2 separate regions of the Anas platyrhynchos genome follow, and region 1 is linked to region 2. Evidence: chromatin contacts called from public Hi-C data. All regions are on one chromosome and are shown on one strand. Each heading gives the region's core, a stretch centred on a gene start, on an enhancer-like site or on the middle of the called end of the contact. The rest is flanking DNA. Distances are from core to core; before and after follow the strand shown.

The links. A called contact is a pair of places that touch in the nucleus more often than the background predicts.
Region 1: a Hi-C map of liver shows a contact between it and region 2, with 3 times the contacts expected there. The contact joins the promoter of STX2 here to the promoter of SFSWAP in region 2. A contact is called at or near these places in 2 of 8 Hi-C or Micro-C datasets (liver and subcutaneous adipose tissue).

The regions. Positions count from the first base shown.
Region 1 is chr16:13,472,673-13,478,874 of IASCAAS_PekinDuck_T2T, reverse strand. STX2 (syntaxin 2) reads right to left here and starts at 2,154. Exons shown (of 11, transcript XM_027470141.3): 1 at 1,981-2,154. The coding sequence starts at 2,010. It overlaps RAN (RAN, member RAS oncogene family), which reads left to right and starts at 4,085. Exons shown (of 8, transcript XM_027470142.3): 1 at 4,085-4,164; 2 at 6,081-6,179.
Region 2 is chr16:12,978,561-12,985,249 of IASCAAS_PekinDuck_T2T, reverse strand. It overlaps SFSWAP (splicing factor SWAP), which reads left to right and starts at 2,009. Exons shown (of 19, transcript XM_005018083.6): 1 at 2,009-2,498; 2 at 4,910-5,079; 3 at 5,629-5,766; 4 at 6,590-6,675. The coding sequence starts at 2,236.

The DNA of each region.
Region 1 (6,202 bases), core at 905-3,404, 490 kb before region 2:
TATCAATCGTATTTGAGAAATGTATCTGGTAACTGAGATTTCTAAAGCTGAAGCAAGTTCATATTGGCCTGCATAGCATAGTTTAAAAACATTGAAATAAGCCCCTTGAAGCAGACAAATACAACTCAGGTTCCCATCTTCTGAAAAAGGCATGATTTTTTTTCTAGCAGGGAAGTAGGACAATGCAGTATTACCTGAACGATCTGCATGTCTACAACAGTTTCTCAGGCAATTATTTTAGCACTGTTTAACTACCAAATACCAGATATTGACGGAAGGATCAAAAAAAAATATGGTAATTTTATATCTTAATGAACCATAAGCACTGACAAGTAACATTTCTTTTTCTTTGTAAAGACATAGGAAAATCTAGGTAAACATTACCACGTCTGGTGACAAAACTTGCTTGCTGTCAGTTAAAATCCACAAGCATAAATAAGGTCTTGCAAACTTAAGTTTCTTCTAGAAGCAGCACCATGTTTAATTAAATAGTGTGTGCACTGGCTGAAGTATTAGCATCTCAAACTTTATTTGTGTGGCACATCACGTCTTTGCCAAAAACACAGCAGATGAAGCTGACGTGAAAAACATAACCAATGCAATACAAAATAACATTATTTTAAGGGGAAGAGGTAAGATTCAGTAATTCCTTAAGATTCTGCAGGCCCAGACCTGTTTAAAAATGACAATATAGAAGCTCTACCCTTCACTGAATGCTTTAATCAAATAAAACGTGATGAACTACAATAATAAGATTGAAACGCTATGGAAAATAGGCAAATAAACGTTAATTGCTGATCAATTTTTTTTTTTTTTTATATTTAAGATAAAGAGGCAAAATGGAAATAATTACTTCTACAAATTCCCTGTGCAAATCAAGTTTTACAGAGCCCACCTCTTGTGACACACAACTTTTCAAATCTTCATGTCAACGGTGAACTTTTAAGTGATAAAACACGGACTCTTCTATAGCTGTTGACTTCACTTGATGTTAAAGGACTTCCTTCTAGGTATAAGGAAGCTTCAGTTTCAAGTCTTAGATCTATTCATTAATTCTAAACTTAACTACGTTGATGAACATATGACGCAATTCAGCAATACTGACCTTAGTGTTTAGACTTAAAGCAGTAATTTTCTGCAGCAATGCTTTAGTTAAAGAAATAGCCTCCTGCAGTAATGTTTTTAGATATCAAATACTAAAGCGGGCCAAAAAAATATACATACAGTAAAAACCTTCAACTACAATAAAAAAAATTGTAACAATTTACTTATTTTTAAAATATATACACACAGCCCACTGTTGCTTCCCCTCCATCAAAAGGAAGTGTACTTGTTTGGCATTATAAAACAAACACAGATCACCACTTACTGCTTCCTCTTTCTGGGAAGCAACTACCACTACTGAAATTTGGTGCATATTCCCATAACCTGGCCATGTTTATAAACAGGAAACAGAAGAAGGGTTGAAGTATACATGAAAGAAAATGCTCATTTCTTTGGCACTGCTCCGATATATCTTTCCTGGTAAAGATATTGTGCTCTAATGACCTTGCATGCCAATTTATCCCTTTGGAGAGAAGAGTGAAGCTTTGGACCTTGCAAAACATATTTTTATTATCTGGAAAATATGAACTTAGAGCTTCAAGACAAACGAGCCCCAAACCTTCACACAGCTCAGCACAGGCCAAGTTGTATGCGTATGTGGCGTTTAGGAATTATCACAGAAATTCCTGCGTACTTTCAATTACGCAGGAGAAGTTAAAGAAGGACCCCGAGAGGGGCCCTTCAATTACTCCCCGAGAGGTTAAAGAAGGGCCCCAAAGCCAGCCACACCGACAGATTAAAGGGCCTCAAGGCCACCAGGTCAACCCCCGCGTTCCTCCTACGCGGCGCCGGCCCCGCGGAGACCCGGGGCCGCGCCCGAGGCGCTTCCTCAGCGGCCGCGGCGGTAACGGCCAGGGCAGCCCCCGCCTCCCTCACCTCCTGCAGGTCGGCCAGCCGGTCCTTCATTCCTGCGGCCCCTCAGCCTTCCCTCAGCTCCTCTCTCGGAGCCGTCAGCACCCGGCCCGGCCCGGCCCGGCCCTGCCCTGCCCGCCGCGGGGCCGCCCCTCAACCGGCTCTGCTCAGCCACCCTCCCACCCCCCGCCCCACCTCACGGCCGCCGCCACCCGCACCGCTCATGCGCCCCGCAGAGGGGCGGAATAGAGGGGAAAATGGCGCGCGGCTCCGCGCAGGCGTCCTCGCGCTGCTGACGGCGCGGCGGGGCTGAGGTAATCAAAATGGCGACTGTGCCCCGCGGGGTGGCGGTGGGGATGTAGTCACGGCGGGCGCTTTGAAGGGCAGGGAGGGGCGGTGGGCCTGCAAGGGAATACTAAGGAGAAGAGCTGGAAAAAATTGTTACGTGGTTATGTGCCTTTTTTTTTTTTTTTAATGAATGTAATCCTCTGGTGTACAATGTGGATAGACTGCAGACAGGCTTCTTAAAATTTCATGTTTAGTTACTGAGAGGAGGCTGAAAGAATTTTAGTAGATAAGGTAGACTAACGAGCATGTGAAAGGAAGCTAAAAGGATTTCAGTAAATAAGACAGGTAAGAGACACGTACTATATCTTCCGCTACCTATTGTGCAAAGAAACTGTGGCAGGAAATTCTGGGATTCCTCACGAAAAACAGTTCCTGATAGAAAACAGGAAACACATTTCAAGAACCAACTGAAACTGAATATGCAGTTTAAGCAGAAGCTGAGAAGCTTATGAGTCTGTGCTGAGATGAGAGGTCAACTAGCAGTGACGAGGAAGACTCACTAATCTTCATCACCATGACCCCCAGCGACCACTACCAGAATACACTGCACAAGCGTGGCTAGGAGGAATCTATTAAAATGACTCCCTGGAACTAATTTTAATACAAAGTGGGGGTAGGTCATGCATATGTATAGGCATCTCAAGAAACTTCATGCATATGTAACTCTTCACCACGTATAACCCAGGCGAGTGCCGTGTTGGGGTGCGCACGACTTCGGTGGGACTACCCTCTGTGCTGCCCAGTGCTGAATAAACACACCTACTTTACAATCTTACTGATTGTGGAGTTTGCTTTCTGCACGTCATTACCAAAAGCAGACAGACTGCATCTCCCACTGTTGCTACTTCTGCTGGCCAGGTTTAGGCATCCCACTGTCCCTGCGGTTTTAAGCCACAGCTTGGGGTCACCCATGAAACAGCTATGAAGGACCCATATCATGACTGGAAATGTAAAAAGGCAAGCTGCACGTTTGGGTCACAAGGTGGTCAGTTGACTTCTTTTAACTCTTAGGCCAAAAAGGGTTGAGAAACACTGTGTTTTATTAATGTTTAGGTCTCCACTACAACACCAAAACCAGTGACTGCAAGGGCTCACAGGATAAGGAACTCACCAATGTGCTGAATAGATGCAACAGCAGGCCTTAAGGGCCTGAGAGCTTCTAGGAAATAAATCATGGACATTTTATAGAAGGCAGAAGGTCTTTAGTAGTGGTGTGGTTTTGTCCATAGGTGCTTGCTATCAAGTACCACTTCAAACTATAATTATCTGTAATTATTAGTATATACTCATAATTATTAGTATCCTGGTTCTAGTGTATATAAACTTTATTTCCAACATTATTTGTTGAGCAGCAACTGTTTCTAAAAATGTCACTTTTGGATACTGAGTATAATAATCCAATACTATTTATATATTTTATGTATTTAAATAATTTTGTTCCAGTGTTGGATGAGGAATTTAAACTTGGCATTGTAGAGGCATTGTAAACTGCTTCGATGACAGTAAGTTGCTGAATTTCGTTCTCTGAAAAAATTCAGATCTGCATCTGCTCTTCACCATTGACTTAGTAAATGCTTATTTTCCAAGAGTATAGTCTGTTAATGAAACTTGGAGTAAGACATGCTTTTTCATTTTATGTCAGCTTTACATGGTTAAAAAAAAAAATGAAAATTGACTTTCAAATGCATATTTTGATTGAATTTTAGTACTGTGTGATCCATGTTACCTATTCATGCTGAAAGTGACTAATTTCCTCTTAAAATCTTTTCAGTGTAATTTCCTGTGTCGCCTTGAACATCAGCATGTAGACCTCCATTCCTGCTTGAGCTCGTATTCCAGATACTTTTCTACCAGTGGGAGGTATACTTTCTCTGCATTGCTTGCTAGCATATATTGTTGCCTTCTTTTACAGTTTACAAAATGGTTTTTCTTCTTACTGATAAAGCAGTTCTAAAATATGATACTGTTGGAGCTATTTATCTCCCATAATAGTACCTTTTGTACCAATCCTCATTTGTCCTTAAATAACTTAGTAATAAAGGTTGTCTTTTACTTTAAGTAAATCTTTTTATCTGCTTCAGTGAGTTGCTACGTTTGTTCTCAGCTAACCTGAGTCAAATTATAGGAAACAAAGATCTTTTAAAGGCAATTATTTTGCTGATTACCTAGTGGTATCTTGTGGACACCAATCTCTTAGATAGCAATCTGATGCTGTTGATGAGTGCTTGGAAGTGTTTTTTTTGTTTTTTTTTTTTTACCTTTGCTGAATGTGATTATCTGGAGCAGATATTCTATAGATGCTCTGAACACTTATTTATACATGATTATAAAACCTAGATCCCACATAGTAATTTATAGTGACTTTTAAATATTAGAGAAGAGCTCAAAACCTACAACAGGGGACTTTTTAATTGGCCATCTATTTTAATAATTCAAATTAAAGAATCAGATAGTATTACCACTTATGTTTGAAGGGGAAAAAGTAGTTCAGTAATTTATCTGTAACACTACTGAGAAGTTTATAAAGTACACTGAATGGTCTATAAACAAAGTTAGAGATTGATTTTTCTCCTGGAAGTGTTTATATTCTTAAAAACTGCCAAACTCCCCTAATGTGGCTTTGTGGGCTCCTATTTATAAATGACTGCCTATTTGTCAAGAAAAGAGGTGGAATTCACAAGGGTTTTATAAAGATAGAATTATGCTGAGAAAAATGTAAGACGAGTTATATATTCTGAAAAATATCCTTCCTGACACCTAGAGGTGATGAGCAAATATGCTAAAAAAAAAAAGCAAACACAAACAAGTTGTCCAAAAAGAAAGCAAGTTCAACAAGCCAGTGATTCTTCCAACAAAGAAAATCTTATGCAATATTTGTATTGCCGTCAAATAAGCAAAACATACAGTGGAGTGCAATGACTCTTGCAAAAGTTTCTGTACACATTGCTACTATATATGTAGAAAATTAGCAAGATATAAACTACATTTTTGTATTTAATCTGCCATTAAATATTTTTAATATTATTTCAATACAGAGGTATTTAAACTTCATTGATTGTGTATTATGGATGTACCAACACTTTATGCAGACCATGTAAAAGTTGCATAAGTATACTAGGGAAAAAATTGAGAACTATGGTAACCATAACTATACACGGGGAAAAATTAGGGGATCAGTGTGAACTTGGGAAGTTGGTATGTATAATCTATACAAAACATCTATTTTATGTTGTCTTAGAGTTTTTGGGCAACTTTGTTCCACTGAAGTTTGGACGTGAGTGGTGAGAAAACTTCAATAGGGCTTACAATGCATGTTTTATGTTCATTCATGTGCACTGTAATGAATGCAGATCAGTTTGTATGACGTAAGAATATTGGTTGTAAGGCACATTTAAGGACAGCCCTTTTGAGCACAGTTTTTACCTTAGAGTCAATCGATTAAACCCTCTAATTAGACATCCCAACCGCTTTATTAAACGGTGCCAGCGACACTTTAGTAGTTTCTCCAAGCAACTACGTGCGCTTTTAAAACTCTGGGTGGACCAAGAACCGGGTCACCTGACCCCATTCTCCAGGACACGAACGGGGACGAGGCCGACGAGGCCCTCGAGGTCTCTCGGACCGACCTCTCCATCAGCCCTCGGCACGGCGGTGGGAGGCCCCCTTCTCGCACCGGCGGCTGTAGCTGCCTCAGGCGGGGCCGCCGCGCGCCCGCTGCCTCCCGCCCGCTCCCCGCCACACCCCACGTGACGCGCGGTCCCTCCCCCTCCCTGCAGCCGCGCGGCGTCGCTCTCCGGGCATTTGAACCGCGCTTCCGCCATCTTCCCAGCGCCCAGTCACTGCGCGGAGCGCCGCTGAGAGGAACCTCGCGGAAGGTAACGGGCTCGGCGCGGCCTCC
Region 2 (6,689 bases), core at 760-3,259:
CCATTTTGAATTGCAAAACATGATGCATTTAATTACAAAACATATTGTAAATTAGGCAAAGCGACTTGATCCTTCATATTAAGTTCCTGAGGAGCTTAGTTGTTACTGCTTTTTTTGCTTGTTTGTTTTGTAATTTGTGTTGTTGTTATTGTTACTGTGTTTCTTTGGTTGTTTGGGTTTTGTTTGTTTTTCACAGAATCACAGAGTGGTTGAGGCTGGAAGGGACCTCCAGAGATCATTTAGTCCAACCCTGCTGCTCAAGCAGGGTCACCTTGGCCACTGTTATAAATGAGGTCTCAACTCAATCTGAATTTTGTAATATTTATAAAACAAATATTTCTAAAAGGTATAAAAGGCAAGTAAACAGTGCTGGGTGTGCAGGGAGTCAACGCTCCACCAACACGCACACACGAACATCAAACATTCTAAATATACAGAACATTGCTTGACATACTAAACCCGAGTATGCCTATACATACGTACAATCTGGAAAGGTAACAAACAATCCTGTAAGTTCCATGACTTAACAGTCTCCATTTTCCATTCCTTTTGAACAACGTGTCTCGCTTCAAGTTGTCAAGCAACTCGGTCTTCAGGCCTTATGTATCCCGTTCTTCCTGGATCAAAGAAAAGCACATCCATCTCCTTTTCAAGGCCAATAGGGCCTGGGTCAAAAGGCACATTCAGGTCATCAGGGGGCGTAACAGCAAAAGCCTTCGATGGCTCTGGCAGCAGAGAGGCCGATGACGATGGCGTAGCAGTCGGATCAGTAAAGGAGCCCGCAGCTCCCTCACTGTCTGGCAAGCCACATGTTTGTGATTGTGGCTCCACAGGGCTCTTTAAGGCCTCAGAGATTTCTCGCCAGATGCCGAGCAATCCCACTGCAACCTTGTCGTTTTTAGTTGCAGAGTCCCACACCTTGACCTCAGTTTGATCCCGTATTTCAGGCTCGTGAACTGTCCGATTGTTAAGAAGGAGAATAAGCTGTAAGGTTACCAGGACAGTCTTTGTTCCTAAGGATGTATGATTCCCCACAATGCGCAGCTGCTTACCAGTGAGAGGCAGTGGTGTGCACAGGTCCACTTCTCTCAGCTTGAGCTTTTCTCCAGCTCCAGTGCGCTTATTCCCAGCGACTTTCTGTACGAGCTTCTCTGAGCAGTTTGCTGAGTTTGGTGAACCTATCTTCATGAGGCAAAGTGCCTGCTCCCGTCCTGGTCTCCATTCTGCCAGCCTGTTCCTCTTAACTTCATTTTCCTGCTTCTTTATTGATGATGTAACTTCATCGTGTTGCCTTTTTTTTTTCTTCTTTTATCTTGAGGGCAGTTTCCCCTCTTATACCCTTCTCTCCACAGCAGTTCTTTTCAAAACAACTTTTCATTGGTCAAGCAACTTTGAACGTAACAACAACAGCAAACACCCAGAAACATCCACGCCTTAACGGCTGGAGAACAAGAGAACCAGCTGGAGAACAAGAAACCCCAGGCTGCATGGAGTCTCCTGAACCACCCTTCTTTGTTCCCTCTAAACTCTTTTATATTCCTGATGGCCTCGTCGTTAAGAGTCTAATGTTATCTCAACCCCGGGGCTTTCCAACCCCCATGGCCACATTCCCAAATCTCCCCCTTCTTTATTAATATCAACCATTTTCTTGACACGAATGACCACTCCATATATAACAGCCACGTTACACAGGTTTTTACCAAAAACAGGAAAATAATATCACACTGAGGGAAACATCATTAGAAAATTTGACCCAGACTATATATATATATTAGCAAATATTGTGTTTTATCAACTACAAGACAAATCTTCCCCAGCCACCAGCCCCTCCCCCACGGCTCCCAGGCCCCTTTTCCCTTGAGCCTCCCATCCCCCGGGGTTCCGCACTTTCGTCACACCCCCGCGTCACTGTGGCCACCACGCCACCGACTGTTGTCGCCTCAGAGCGTTCCGCCCGCCCCACCCCGCCACCGCCGGTAGCACGGAGCTTCACCGCGCCTCGGGGGCTGCGGGTTCCCCGTCCCGAGAGCTGAGGCGAATCTGCCGAGCTCCGGCAGCCGGGCCGCCCTCTGCTCGGCCAGCGGAAGAGGAAGCGTCGCCATTTTGTTTCGGGTGATGGCGACCGTGGTGCTGTGGAGCTGGAGAGTTTAGCGCGGGCCCGGCCTCCTGGGGGACTCGCTTCTCGGACAGTCGCTGTTGCTGCGAGTTTCCTCCTCCCCGCTGCGTCCCCCGGTGATGTACGGAGGGGTCGGGGGCTCTCGCCGGAGCGCAGAAGAGGCAGGCCCGCCGCCCCTCATGTTGTTGTCAGGCGGGGCAGCGGTCCCCGGGCCCCCCGGAGGAGGTGGAGGAGGAGGAGGTGGAGGTGGGAATAGCCGTGTGGAGCTGCTGGTGTTCGGCTATGCCTGCAAGCTGTTTCGAGATGATGAGAAGGCTCAGTACCAGGAGCAGGGGCGACACCTTATTCCTTGGATGGGAGACCCCAAGATCATGATCGATAGGTCGGTGTACCACAACCCCCAGACTCTGCTGCGAGATCTCCTGTTATAGCCTCTTTCTGTTCCTCCCCTTGTGCTGTGGGCAAGCGAGGGCGGGGGATGAGCAATGGAGGGCTCGCTCTGGCCGATCGATGTGTGGGGATCTTCACTGGCAGGCTTGGAGGGCTGCTCCTCCTGCTAGGGTGCTTTGAGTGCTGCTGTTGTAAGGCTGACATCCTCCAGGCAACGGGAACTTGGGGTTCCCCTCTCTGGCAGCGTGGGGAGGTACCCCTCCCTCGGGCATCCAGTGTGCATTGTGTCTTCCTCTTCCACTTGCTAGGATAGGGTTTGTGGAGTGGAGAACGTGAAGGTTTTGCACCTTTTCAGTGCAAACCCCTACTATTGTCTATCCTCACATGGAAACCAAGGAAGCCTTATTGCATTGGAATGCTGATAGGTAGCTTTCTGCATTCTCTAAGCAACTAGAGCGTAGGGCAGGGAGCGAAAAGGCATTTACCCATTTATCCTTAGGGAAAGTGGGGCTTCCATACTTATCCTGTGTAGTCTGACTGCAAGTTGTTGACGTGATACCCAAAGAGCAATTCATGGTCTAATTACATTTTCCTCGTGCCATGCGTTAATGTATGTTAGTGGCAGAGTGGGTCTCATTAGGGGTGTTTGCTCCTCACATTTAATGGCAGAGGTGGCTTTTTAGGTTGTTTTGCAGTACATACAGGTTTATGGCCAGAAAGTATAACAGAATTTAGTGGTTTGGTTTTTCTTCTGGTCTCTTAAGAAGTCTCACTGGTTCAGGATGGGGTTTAGAAATAATTTATTCAGAAAGAATCTTTTGAATATACATCTGGAGAAAGAAAATCAGAAGTCAGGTTGGGTATATGTCAGTGGAGCAATGAAAGTACTATTTAAGAGGAGTTGTGGCTGATCCTGAAAAATTCAGTGGAAAGATGGAAGGGTTTTGGGTTGAAAAGGATCACATGACATACTATACATATTTGTTCCCCCAATTTCATCATTGGTGTGATGCTAAGCATGATTTTTCTTGTTCCGATTCAACAACAAAAAAAAAAAAAGCGTGAAAAAAAATCCATAAGAATGCAGGGAAAGGAGATGTTCTTGCACTATTTTGGATTCTTACAGTTTAATTAGTTAAATTGCAATAAATACAAAAACATGAGTAAAAAATAAGTTATTTTATATTTTACTTACATGAGAAGTGTTATAATGCACACTTCTAAGGGCAACTCACTTGTATGGCGTATTTCATTAGGAGGTAGAGGCCATTTTTGTGGTTCTGTACAGCAGTAACCCAGTTTATTGTAATTACAGAAATTGTTGGGAGCAAAAATGAAGTATGTGCATGCACATCCATACATACAATACTAAAAAGTTCAAATAACAAACATTTGTAAGTTAAGGAAGCTTGTATTTACTAATCCTATAAACTCCTTTGGAAGCTTAGATTCTTTTTATCTCCAGCAGCAGTCTTCATTTTCACCATTTTGAGAAAAGCACATTGCTATGAGAAGACATGGGTTGAAGTTTGCCTGTGGACAGAGCTTGATTAACCAGACCTACGTGTTTCATTAACTTTGCTATTAGAATATTTACTTTCTTTGTTTTTGGTCTAGCAAGTTGGCACAAGTCAAGAGTTGTGTGTGGGAAGACACCTCAGCGGAGTGGAGTTTACTGTCACTTTTCAATCAGTTTCTTTTACTGATGCATAAACATTATCCTGATGCAACGCTTTTCTTGCAAATAAAATTTTCTGCTTAGTAGAAAGGAAGTGTACGTCATTGATCTTAGCCGTTTTTACGGTGAACCTCCTTGAATTGCATGTATATGTTACTGTTCCTATGTATGTGTGTCTCTCTATCACATAACCCAGAACTTATTTCCTCAGCCAAATGGCTAGGGGCCGAGCCTAGCCATGATTTTACCTCCAATGGACGCAAGTTTCTATGGTGAAGATATCTCCTGAGAGTTCGGGACTAGCAGAAAGAAGCGAGGAAATTTCGACCGTTTGGTTCTTACGGATAGGTATTTATGTATTCGGGTTTGTGTGAATGTAAGCTATTTGACTTTCCAGAAAAACATATTTTGCAAGTGACATTGATTGGTTGGTTGAACCACGTACGGTAAGAGCTGTTAAGGAAATGGATCCCACTTAAACTATTAAAGGATACCTTTGCCTTTAATTGTAATAATTTATTAGTTTCTTTGAGAGGAATCTAGCCTATTAAACAAATTTTCAGTAGTTGGTGACAAATGATTAGCAAAATTAAACGTAACTTCTAAAAGGAAATATGCTTTAACGTATAAGTATTTTTTTTTCATTTTTAATGGGTAAGTATTTAAGTAGTCGCATAAACTCAAGCCCTAAGTTTTTTTCATTGACCAGCTTTTTCATCTTGCAGGTATGATGGGCGTGGTCACCTGCATGACCTTTCTGAATATGATGCTGAATATTCCACGTGGAACAGAGATTATCAGTTGTCTGAAGAGGAAGCTAGAATAGAAGCCCTCTGTGATGAAGAGAGGTATTTAGCCTTGCATACGGACTTGCTTGAGGAGGAGGCGAGGCAAGGTATTGCTCAAGGAAACTTCCTGAGTTAGCATGTTTAAATAAATAATTTTGAAATTAATTAAATTTACTCCTACTTATTTTATACTCTCTTTTTTTTCTGATGTTATCTTGACAGTATCCAGTGGATTCGAAAAGCGGGAGTCTTTGCGTATGTGAGAGGACCACAGGATAGTTTAAATATAGATCCACACAGAAACTGCCCTGATTCTGAGGGCAGACTGGGATTTCAGACACCCACCCTACCCCCCAAAAAAACAACAGAATAAACACACCCTGCTTCTTTTTCAGTGTTGTATAACTGAAAGTCAGTGTTCTTCTGTGAATAATCATGTTAGAATGTCTTAACCCTCAGCCTTTATCTCTTTAGGGAGACATAAATGGTCAGCATATTTACATGCTGTCTTTTTCTATTCAGTTTTAAATGAAAGTTAAAACAGGTGAAAACGTCTCATCTAAAAACTTAAGTAAGAATCATTTTTTTTTTCTTTTTTTAAAAAGCATTAGCTTTAATATATCTTGTATTAATTGATAATTGTATTTTTGTTCAAGAGGAGGAATATAAAAGACTGAGTGAAGCTTTGGCAGAAGATGGTACCTATAATGCAGTGGGATTCCGTTATGGCAGTGATTATTATGACCCTTCAGAACCCACTGAGGAGGAGGAACATCAGCCCACAAAACAAAGAGGTGAGGAGTTAAAAACAGTGAGGGTTAATTAAGAGGAAGCACCTCTGTCTCCCATGTAGTTCAAGATTGAAAATCTTTGACGTTTTTACACACATTTTAATGCAATAGTATTTCAGTTTAAGTAGAGGTTACATTTTTATGGAAGTTTGTTACTAAGTTTTTGTGAAAACTTCCTCTTGACATGTTAAAATATTTTCCTGATAAACCATGGTCAATACTGCAGTAATCAGGATCAGAAGTTTAATTCTGCTGTCCTGCAGGTTCTTAATCATAAAAACTCTTGTATTTCATCACATGACAATATTTTACCGCTATGTTTCTTGGTCAAGAAGGAAAAGATCACTAGAAACAAACAAACAAAACAATAATTAACTGTAGTAGAATTTTTAGATTTAGATTTCGCCACCTTAGTAATTACAAACAAGACCGTTCTCAGTGTAGTATGCTTTTCTTTGTGATCTTAAATGCACAGTTCAGGTTCTCACGCTCCCATCTTTAATTATGATAACTGTATTTTTAATGGGAAGTCTTAAGGAAGCTTTCAAGTGTTATTGAACTATGTCTTAGTTATGTTAGGATTGTTTAATTAAGTATTAAACTACATATTATTTAAATACACTTACTACTACTTATTTAACTACTAGGGTTATTTAACAACCTATTGCTGGGTTACTGTGATATGAGATATGCTTAACTTACCTAGGTGTAAAGATAAATACTTTTAGGTAAGGGTTTTTTTTTTTTTTTTAAATAATTTTTTGTTAACATTTGAAAGTTAGTCGTGTTTTGTGCTCTGGTGTTTTAACCTTGCCATTTATTGTAGAAGCAGCACAGACAGAAAACGTAGAAGAAAATGAAGAACCTTTTGTTGCCCCTCCGGGATTGAATGTACCTTCTGATGTGGAACTGGTATGTGTGTACAT